Regions from separate parts of the Mus musculus genome. Here region 2 is linked to region 1. A link is a contact called in public Hi-C data. All regions are on one chromosome and are shown on one strand. The core of a region is the stretch at or near the end of the contact, and the rest is flanking DNA. Distances in the headings are between cores, read along the strand shown. Region 1 has its middle 17 kb from the start of Gm45805. Region 2 has its middle 13 kb from the start of Gm31718.

What was found. A called contact is a pair of places that touch in the nucleus more often than the background predicts.
Region 2: a contact with region 1 is called in a Hi-C map of liver, with 3 times the contacts expected there. The contact joins two enhancer-like sites. A contact is called at or near these places in 2 of 15 datasets of contacts at CTCF or cohesin (the NIH/3T3 cell line and large pre-B cells), 10 of 484 Hi-C or Micro-C datasets (B cells, the G1E-ER4 cell line, LSK cells and 6 more) and 6 of 115 datasets of contacts at active chromatin or transcription factors (the HPC-7 cell line, bone marrow-derived dendritic cells, heart atrium and 3 more).

Annotation. Positions count from the first base shown.
Region 1 is chr8:126,772,686-126,777,946 of GRCm38.p6, forward strand. No RefSeq gene overlaps it. Among named protein-coding and RNA genes, the nearest start is that of Gm45805, 17 kb to the left of the region's middle. Within about 2 kb of position 2,221, at least 25 of the 459 cell types and tissues checked have an H3K27ac peak or open chromatin away from gene starts, as enhancers often do. A contact at or near this core is called in liver and pancreatic cancer cells, where this site is marked.
Region 2 is chr8:126,918,742-126,924,002 of GRCm38.p6, forward strand. No RefSeq gene overlaps it. Among named protein-coding and RNA genes, the nearest start is that of Gm31718, 13 kb to the left of the region's middle. Within about 2 kb of position 2,245, at least 202 of the 459 cell types and tissues checked have an H3K27ac peak or open chromatin away from gene starts, as enhancers often do. A contact at or near this core is called in liver and pancreatic cancer cells, where this site is marked.

The DNA of each region.
Region 1 (5,261 bases), core at 971-3,470:
TTTCTGACTGACCTTGGAGCCTGGGAGGGAAGATGAAACATTAAGTCATCCTGCCATTAAAATTAAGTTCAATCACCCCTAATGGAATGTCACCTCCAAGATAGCCATTAAAGCCACCGGCCTAACCAACTGGCAGGTCCTGCGTATATCACCATTATCCCGTCCCTGTAACAGTCATTTGTCCGAGGCCCCAGGAGACTCTGAGTGCTGCCGCCGTCAATGTCGAGCGGAGGAGAGACATCTGCTGCTTCCTCGCATGCTCCATCAGTGCGGTCAGGGACATGGCAAGGAGGCACAGTGCACAGACCCAGACCAAGACTTTGACCTTGGGCCACCAGGATAGAGCAACCAGGGTAAAAGAGGCTGCCTCATGGTGTGAACTCATGTGGCTGTCACAAGATGCTGTGACAGCCACTCAGAGCCACCAGCACCTGCTGCTCTCCAAGGGCGCAGTCCCAACCTGCCTGCCATTGTCCAGCCAAGTATTTGGAGTGGAGGTGGGGTCCTTGCTAACAGGCTTACTCTGGGAATCTCATTTCTGTCTTCCTGCTGAGGCAAAAATTACGGCAGGACATCATGTCAACCTAGCATATACACAGGTCCTGGGGGTTCAAACTCCAGTCATCAAGCTTAAGAGACAAATGCTTTACCTGATGAGCCATCTCTCCAGCCCCTATCATATTGACTTTTTCTAAGATAGCAGGCAAGAAATGGCTTTCGCCGTGACATTGTGATATGTGCACATCATTATGTTACATTCTTTCGTTTATGGTTTTGAGGTATGATGTCGCTCAGGTTGGCCATGAACTCTTGTAGCAACGGATGACCTAGAACTTCTGATCCTCCTGCTCCCATGTCCAGAGTGCTGGGATCAGAGGCATGTGCTGTCATATCCAGCTTATATTTCGTTCCTATTTGCCGCTCTGCTGCCTGCCCCATCTGTCTGGCACTTTCCTTTCCCCAGAGAGCCTCTCCTGCTCTCACACCACATGAATTCCATCACCCTCTCCTGTCCTCACAATACTTTCCTCATCTCTCCTCCCTTTGTTTTTTCAACCCTGCCTATCTAGAGTCTTCACATGAGAACACACACATACACACACACACACACACATGGCTTCATGTGCAGGCCTTTAAAGCCTGAGCTTTGATAACACAGGCAGACGGGGAAACTGAGACTCAGCCAAAGGAAAATGCTAGAAGCATACCTGTCAGTCACCAGAGACAGAGCCAGAGAAGGTTGGCTTTCTCCTTAGCATGGTGAACGCTTTGTTCTCCCTCCCTGGAGCCCCCTCACCCACTAGTTAGAAACACGGTGCCTGTCACTACCTTCTTCACCGACATAGCCTTTGTAAGAATTACAGAAAGTCGTGTTGGGATGTCTCAGCAGGCAAAGGTGCTTGCCTCTAAGCCTGAGGACCTGAGTTCAATCCCTGACACCCACTCAGGGGAAGAAGAGAACCAACTCCTGAAGGTTGATTCCTGATCTTCACACGTGGACAGTGGTACAAGTGTAGCCCTTCTACATCTGATGGGAACATTTCCTTACCTAGTAGAAGATGAGCATTATCTAGGGCCATAATGAGTTGGGTGTCTCCCCAGAGAGTGTGTGATGACCCCTCTACATCATCTTGCCCTTGGACAAATTGGTTAACTTCCATGGAACATTATTTTTTTTTAAAGTCCCATGCAGAGTGTGTGTTACCTGACCTGTCTCTGGGAACGTGTTGGCCGTGTTCCTACCTCTTCTTCCAGAAAACGTCTATGTATCCTTCAAGATATGGGGCAGAGGTCACCTCTTCCAGGGAGCACCCTAGCTCCCTAGCTATATGAGATGGATGCCTTTCTGTCCCCTGGAACACTGGGTGTTCTCCCGTTGTGGTACTAACGGTGTGACTCTGTAATTCAGTGGCGATCTTCTGGCCAGCAGGGTGGGTTTTGGATTCCTAGATCTCAGGCGAGGTCTAACCCAGGGCAGAGTTTCAAAAAAAAAACTTCATTGAACAAATAAGTCATGAAGCTGAATTTCCCTTGCCCAAGCCATGTTTTCTTACCTGCTCACACTGTAACATATAAATTATGCCTTTGAAAATAACCTTAGAGATGGCAAGATTGCTAGTCAGGTGAGAAATCAAGGCAAGGGGCAGAGACTGTGCCACCCTGCCATGCCCAGCCCTCCTTCAACTGCCTCACTCGATGACACATTAAACTGGAGAGAGGAGGGCAGGCCTCCTGCCCCAGCCAAGCCGTAAAATGTAACGGCAAGAAACCGTGCCCTACTTTCAAGCCATATAAATCCCTGCCAGTCAGATCATGCCAGTTGGTGGACTTCGACCAGAAATATCAATAAGCCTAGGGGGAAAAAAAAACTGGAGGGCAAAGTTGATCCTGCTGTAAGCCAGTCCTAAACATCCAAACTGCAGTGTCATGGTGAGTGTCAAAGGTCATCTGGTCTACCGTCTGACCTGTGTTGAAATCCCTCTGGTCCCACAAGGGATTCAAACTCGTAGGACCTAAGGTTTTTAAGGGGCAGAGATAAAATTTCTTCTATGATGGCACTAAGAGACTCATGCCATCGGGTTTGCTGCCATGGAGACCAGAGAGGTTACACTTACTTTAGAAGGCCCATTCTCCAGAGGAGTGACAGGTCTGCTCTACGCAATCAAGGGCACTTAGAATAAAATGCTCTTCTGGCAACCAAGTAGTTCTCAGCCATCTCTGGAGTCCCAGGTCTTGGGTGAGACCTGACTCGGGGTAGAGACTCAGAAAGAGCTAACCAAATAAATAAACCATAAAACTGGATTACAAGGGCATACATAAGAAGCCAGAGCCACGTGCAGGGAGTGCCCCAGGAAAACTGACCCCAAGCCTTCAGTGGAATCTGACCATGAACTTGCTTTCAAATAAACAGCCATGAGAAACTATTGGGACAACTGGGTTTTGTTCTGTCCTGTTTTGTGAAAGATAGCCAGCTGCCCATGTTTAACAGGTGCCTTACCACTGAGCTATATCTCAAGCCTTTCCCATTTTTTTTTTTGAGATAAGGTCAAATTATACAGCTGAAACTGGTCTCAAACTCTTGCCTCCATCTCCCGAGGGTTGATACTACAGACATATATGATCTCACCCATTGAGCATCTTCAGTGTGTCCTAAGGACTGGATCATAGCAAGGAATGGTGGTCATTTGGGGAACCTCATGGGTATCAAATCATTAAGTCTGTGAAATATGGAATATAGAAACTGACACGACATTTTCAAATGATTAGGTGGAGGCTGACAGGTATAGGTGACGCAGGTTCAGTGACACGTTGGTGGCACACCTTGGCATTGTCACCTTGCGTTCTACTTCCGAGAATCTTTGGGAAGTTCATGAAGTAGACAAGCTAAGAAGAGCAATGTGAGGTGGCAGATGGTGGAGGACTTGGAAGCAAGCAAGACCTCAAGGTGTTAAAAGCCAGGGATGTCATTTAGGTCCCTAGCTGACAGAGATGTCATTTAGGTCCCTAGTCCCACCGAGGCCTAGGAATAGGATGGGCCAATTGCGGCTCAGAAGCCCCAGTCAGATATCCAAACAGGCATCCTATGGAACATCAGAGCCATCTGTGTTGATTGGCTTCTCAGGGGTGTGGAAAACACAGAGAGCCAGGATGCTAGAATAAGACTCATGGGTATTGGGTACTTCATGCAGGCCATGGGCAGGTATATCACAACTTTCCAAAACAATCTATCAGTTCTCGTTCCAGCCCTGACCTCAAGGACAGTCTCCTGTCCCCTTCTGAGCTTGCACACAGCCAGGCTACCTCCAGAGAGGCCACAGCTCTGGTGGGGCAGCACTTTCCCTCTCTGGGAACTATGGGATGTAATTCCTATTGTCCTCTTCCAGGTGCTCTGCATAGCTAGAGAGGGTAGGCTAGCCCAGAGTAGAGCATGAGGTTCCCTGCCCAGTACAGAATCAACCTGCTTTTCCTCCAGCTCCTCCTGCCGGTGTCCTGGAGCTCTCTTTGCCTAGTACTGTGTATGGAATAAAGTGGGACTCCTGGGGCCTAGCCCACTGCTACTGCCTTCTCAGTATGATTCTACCCTAGTTCATCTTCTCAGAGGCCACCAGGGCCCTCTGCTGGGGAAGGGAGGGGCCTGAGGGCTATCACACCACTGTACCGCTTCATCTCTAGACCTTATTATGTATGCCTCTAGCTTGTCCTTTTTTTGTTTTGTTTTGTTTTGTTTGTTTTTGAGATTTTGGGAAAAAATGAAACTGGTCTAATCCACAGCACAGCCTTGACCTTCACCTCTGGTGTGTGACCACTGAAGCTAAGAGGCATTCAGAAATTGCTCATGGCAATTGGTGAGGTGGGCGGTTTCCCTTCCACAAACTTATCTGCACTCTACAGCCCCGGTAACTAACTGCCCAGCGTTGCAAAATCAGAGAGAAAATATTTACAATGACAGTTGACCCCCCCCAAAAAAAAACTCCCATGAGATCAACGATCAACTTGACCTGATCTCCTCCAGATGAGATAGCTTCAGACAGGGACTACAATCTCTCCATGCCTTAGGGAGGGGAGGGGTTAAATAGTACAAAGAGCTCTGGAATCATACCCAGGCGTGAGCTCGAAGAATCCGCCAATGCACAACCCCGCCCCACTTGCCTGGATGTTGGAACTCAGAGTTCATCTCAGCTTGTGTCTTCCACATCAGACCATTCTGCAGGCAGTGTGGGAACACCTGAAGAGTGCTTCTCGAATACTGGTCTGACTTTTCCACCTTTGGATGGTTGTGTGTGTGTGTGTGGGGGGGGGTGCCTTCCTGATAGAATTGTGCGTCTGTGAACATGAAGAGGGTATTAACCCCTGGATTGATAGGGGGTACAGTGGTGACTCCAAGCCAGACTTGCAGGAAGTGCCCTTCACCTGGTCAGTTAGCTCCCATTGTGCTTCTCTTGATGCATCCCAGGTAGATGGCCCTCTTCAGCCACCGTCCTGGTCCATCTAATGATCAACTTGACAGCTTAGAGTATTCTGAGAGGGGAGGCCTCCATGCTGAGATTACATTGTCTGTAGGCATATCTTTGAGATATATCTTGATTATAAATTGATGTAGGATGGCCCGTCCCACTGCGTGTGGCACACCTCAGGCATATGGTTGTATGGGAAAGCTAGCTAAGCCCACTGTGGGTGGCACCATTCCTCAGGCAGATGAGACAAGGATGTATGGGAAAGCTAGTTAAGCATGAACCAGTGAGAGCCAGAAAGCCCTTCTC
Region 2 (5,261 bases), core at 995-3,494, 150 kb after region 1:
TTCATCTGTGTGTGAGAGTGTGTGAGCTCATCTGTGTGTGAGTTCATCTGTATGAGTGTGTGTATGTGTGTGTACAAATGAGTTCATCTGTGCATGTGTGTGTGTTTAAGTGTGTTCATCTGTGTGCGTGTGTGGATGGAAGCCAGACACTGACTTTAGAGCCTTTCTCTACTGTGCAACACTTTCTCACTGAACCTAGACATCACTGCTTTGGCTAAACTAGCTGGGCAGAGAGCTCTAAAGCTCTTCTTGTCTTCCATGTCTCAGCCCCAGCTCTGGGGTCACAGGCATGTGACCCAACAAGCCCAGCTTTTTATATGGGTGTGGAAGATCTGTAATCTGTGGAAGATCTGAACTCAGGTCCTTAAGCTAACATAGCAAACACTTTACCTGCTGAGCCATCTCCCCAGTCCCAAGAAGGATGTTCCTTGCATGGAACCATGACTCTCCAGAACCCCCACTCCCCGACCCGGAGACTTCCCCCAGGTCTCTCACTCTCATTCAGTGATCAGCTCCAACTCCATCTTGCCTCATCCTGTCCCTCCCACGCTGTGGGACACCCTACACCTCATTGCTGCTGCTGCTCTGCAGTGAGATCCTACTCCCTCCCTCCCTCAGTTCCAGCCTAGTGAAGACAACAGTAACCCGCACTGTGGCTCTCCTGGGTGACTAATTGGTTAATCCTGGGAAGGCCTTTGAAGCTGAAACACCAGTGTGTTACTCACAGGCTGGAGGCATGAACTTGCCCTAGGCCAGGTCTGAGTCAGCAGAGAGTGGCCTCCCACCTCCATACAGGCTGAGCCAGCCAGCCTAGGTCCTGCTCAAGGTCAAGGCTGTCCTACAGGAGAGCATGGCAATGTAAACCAAGGGAGATAGTGAGGTCTTAGTGGCCTGTGTGGGGTGGCTGTTCTGAGCCTGAGAACTGGGCCCTGTTGAAGATCACATAGCACTCAGTCCTCAGCTCATGCTTCCAAGATAGCACATGCAGCAACCTTGGTCAGGACAATATTTCCTGGTCATCGTTTGGAGAAATATTTTTTCCCACAGCAAATTCCTTAGGAGCCACAGCCTATCTCCTTGCGATCTCCTTAGGTGGGAGGGCAGTGCTGTCAGCCTAAGTCTTGGGAGAAAGATGTGGGCAACTTGTGGATTCCCTCGGCCTTCTCACACGCATCTCTCTTGTGAGGGTGGAGGTGATGGCTGAGACCGGGCCTCACTCTTAAAACCAGGCTGGCCCTTGAACTCACTGTGTAGCCTAAGCTAACCCTTTACAATTCATTTGCCTCAGCCTCCTAGCATGCCTGGCCATCCCATCTGCCTATGGGAGGAAGAAACTAGTCAAGTGTGATGGTAGGTACCTATCATCCCTGCATTCAGAAGGTGGAAGAAGAGAGATCAGGAGTTTAGTGATAGCCTGGGCTACATGAAACCAACCCTGTCTCAGAAAAGAAACAAAAGGCAGGCAAGCAGGCAGGTAGGAAGGGAAGGAGGGAAGGAGGGAGGGAGGGAGGGAGGGAGGGAGGGAGGGAGGGAGGGAGGGAGGGAGGGAGGGAGGGAGGGAGGGAGGGAGGGAGGGAGGCTGGTAGGCCAGTTTACAAACCAGAGGCCAGCCCTTGTGCTGATGCCCTTAACCCTTCCAGCAGGGTTTTGTCACCAGAGCTGGGAGGCAAGAACTGACAGCCTTTAAGATGCAACCCAGTGTCAGATTCCCCAACAATGGAGCAGCAGGTCCCCACACCCTGCCCCCCCACCCTCCTGTAGTGACCCCCATATGATCTGGCCCCCCAACCTCTGCCTTTCCTCTGCCCTCTCTGCCATTTCCTTCTTCCAGAAAACAACCTCCCTGGCCAGAAGGATTTCAGGCACTTCTGCTTTTGTTCTAAAGCCACCAGCTCTTATAATATTTTCTGCTCCTCTTCCCAGGGACTCTGAAACACACAGATGACAACACTTTAAAAACAAAGAGCCGAAGGCGGTGGCACATGTGTATCGCCCCAGCACTTGGGCGGCAGAGACAGGCGGATCTCTGCGAGTTCAAAGTCAGCCTGGTCTACAGAGTTAGATCGGGTCTCAAAAAAAAAAAAAAATTACATTAAAATTAAAACACAAAAATCTGAAGTAAAACCAGGAGGGACTGCTGTCAGCTTGGGGCAGGAAAGGGGAGAGCGGAGAGCTTGTGAGTGGAGGCCTGGATCTGGCCAAGGGGCAGGGCACAGCGGTAGACTGAGCAGAGAGCTTTCTGTTTGGCTTGGGTGGCTGCAGAGGTAGAAGTGGCCACTGGGAGAGAGCTGCTAAGATTTGCAAGACAAGAGCCTCTTTTCTCAATTCTCACACTGCCATCAAGTGGCCCAGTGAGCCAGTGCAGGATGTCTGTGCCAGCCTGAGCTACCTGGAGAGAAAAAAGGGTTGGGACTTTACCTAGGGACTCAGAAGCACCCCCAGCCTAGAGCTCTGAACTGTTCGGTAAATGCCAATCCCTGGCAATATAATCAGAGATGTATACATCCGGGCATGTGCACAGTGTCTAATCAATTCCATGCATTCAGGCAAGCAAACTCACAAGTGCTTGCTGGGAACATCAGCACACAAGGAGACATCTCTGTAAGAATCAGTACAAAAGCCACCGTCTCAGCTGGGCATGAGACAACACACCTATGATCCGAGTACAAAGAGGAATCTCTTCCTTTACTTTTATGTCATGGGTATTTTTTGAGTATGTATATCTGTGCACCATGACCGTGTACTCCTACTGCTCATGATGATAGGGAGAAGGCATCAGATCCCCTGAAACTGGAGTAACAGACAAGTGTGAGCTGTTGTATAGGTGCTGGAAATGGTTTCAGGTCCTCTGGAAAGGCAGCCAGCCCTTTCAAGTGCTGAGCCATCTCTCTGGTCCCATAGGTAGGAAGATGTTGGTCACAAGTTCAAGGCCAGCCTGAACCAGGTAACTCTGTCTCAAACTGAAAGGAATGGGATGAGATGATATCTCAGTGGGTGAATTCCTTGCTGCGCAAGCACGAGTTCAGGTCCCCAGAACCCATTTTGAGAAAGTGGGGGTGGGAGAGCATGGCATGGTGTTATGTGAACATCCTGGTGCTAAGGAGGCAGAGGACAAGAGGGGCTCCTGGGATGCCAGTGTAGCTGAACAGTGAGCTCCAGGCTTGGTGATATTCTAGAAAAATAAGGTGAAGAGGAACAGAAGACACTCAACATGGATCTCTGGCCTTCATATATACAAGGACACACATGCATGTACACAAGCACACCTGCACACAATACACACACACCACAGAAGACTTAGAACTCAGCAGTCCTATGTTTAGGTAACTGAGAGAGGAATGAGGAGGGAGGGGATGCCTAACGGTTCAAGTCCTGACGCTCTTGTATCTCTGAGGAGGTGGCCTCGCCTGAGGAAACAGGAAGCAGGGCAAGATCCAGGAGATCCAAAGTCAGCTCTGAGGCCTAAATATGCGACCCGGTAGGGCAGGACTTCAAGCCTCATTCCCTATGGTGGCCAGCTTTGATTGTCAACTTGGAACAACCTAGAATCATCTGGAAGGAGTCTCAGTGGGGGACTGTGTGCGTCGGGTTGTCCTGTTTGTGGGACATTGTCTTAATCTATGCAGGAAGACCCAGCCCACTGTGGGCGACACCATTCCTAGGCAGAGGTTCCTAAACTGTATACTAATAGAGAAACCTAGCAGGAACAAACAAGAAAGCAAGAATATATACATTTATTTCTCTCCATTCTTGACTGTGGGTGATATATGACTGGCTGTGTGAAGTTCTGGCGTTGATTTCTTACCAATGATGGGCTGTTACTTGGGGTCTGAAAACTAAATAAACCCTTTCTCCTCACTGCAACAGAAATGGCACCAGGATACTTCCTTTCCCACACACCTCTGTTCACCTCACATTTGCCTTTTTTGAACATTGGGTAGCATAACCACGTTTGGAGTGGGTTCCTACGGTCCCATGCTTTAGACACACTCCTGCCAGGCCTGCAGAGTCACTGTCATCAAGTCATGTAACTCAAGACCTGGGTCACTGTTGGCTGGACAGAAAGTGGATGAATGTCCTATAGAAAGAAGGCCATTCAAATCTCCCTCCTACAAAACAGAACTGTGTCAAATTTGGAGACAGTCAGTCTCTGCTAGGGTCTAAAGCTGTACATGTTAGCCAAGGACTGAGGAAGCAGAGAGGCAGCCAGCTGCTGCTGTTCACACCCATTCAGTCTCCCAGCACTCACCCCTGGCACCTCTTCCCTGTGACTTGTTCACAAGAGCCTCTTCTCTTGTTATAGTTTGATTTTTTTTTTCACAGTGGAGATCAGTCAGGGTCTTGTGCATGTTTAGCAAGTGCTCTACTACTGAGTTACATCTCTAGCACGAACTTGCGAGTGTGTGTGTGCGTGTGCATGTGCATGCACGTGTGCTGTGTGTGTCTGTGGTGTGCATGTGTGTGTGGTATGCATTGGCGTGTGTATGTGGTGTGCATGTGTGTATGTCGTGCTTATGTGTGTGTTGTGCATGTATGTTGTACATGTGTGTTTGTATGTGCATTCATGTGCACAGGTGTATATGTGTGTTTGTGTGCTTGCATGTGCAGGCCGGTAGACCACCTCAGTTTGTCCTGCAAACACTTTGTTCATTTGACAAAGTCTCCCGCTGCCCTGGAGCTACAGGGTACTACATAGTGTGGCCGGCCAGCCTCTGAGACTTTACCTTTCCAGCTTTGGGGAGGGTGAAGGGTTGAACTCAGGTCCTCATGCTTGAAAGACAAACATTTTAGCAACTGAGCTATCTCCACAGCCAGTCTCAGCCCTTGAGATGAGGCCTCACCAGGTTTCCCAGGTTGGTCTTTGAACTTGCGAATCCTTCTGCCTCGGCCTCTGAAGCAGCTGAGATACTGGCCTGAACCACCACACCCAGCTTCCAAGAATGAGTACCTCTGTTAAAAACTTCAAAACACTAGGCAAGCCAGGTGTAGTGGTATGTATGTATGCCTTTAATCTAAGCTTGACAGGGAGAGGCTGACAGATCTCCCTGTGTTCAAGGTCAGCCTGGTCTACACAGTGAGTTCCAGACCAGTCAGAGAGATACAAAATGGGACCTTGTCTCAAACTAACAAACAATACATTGGATAGATTGCCCTAAAGATTTTCCCAGTTCTAAGGCATAACATCTATCTGGCCCAGTGCAGCACACCTCATTTCCTGAGGCCACAGCCTATTTCCAAAAACATAGGGTACTTTCTAAAAA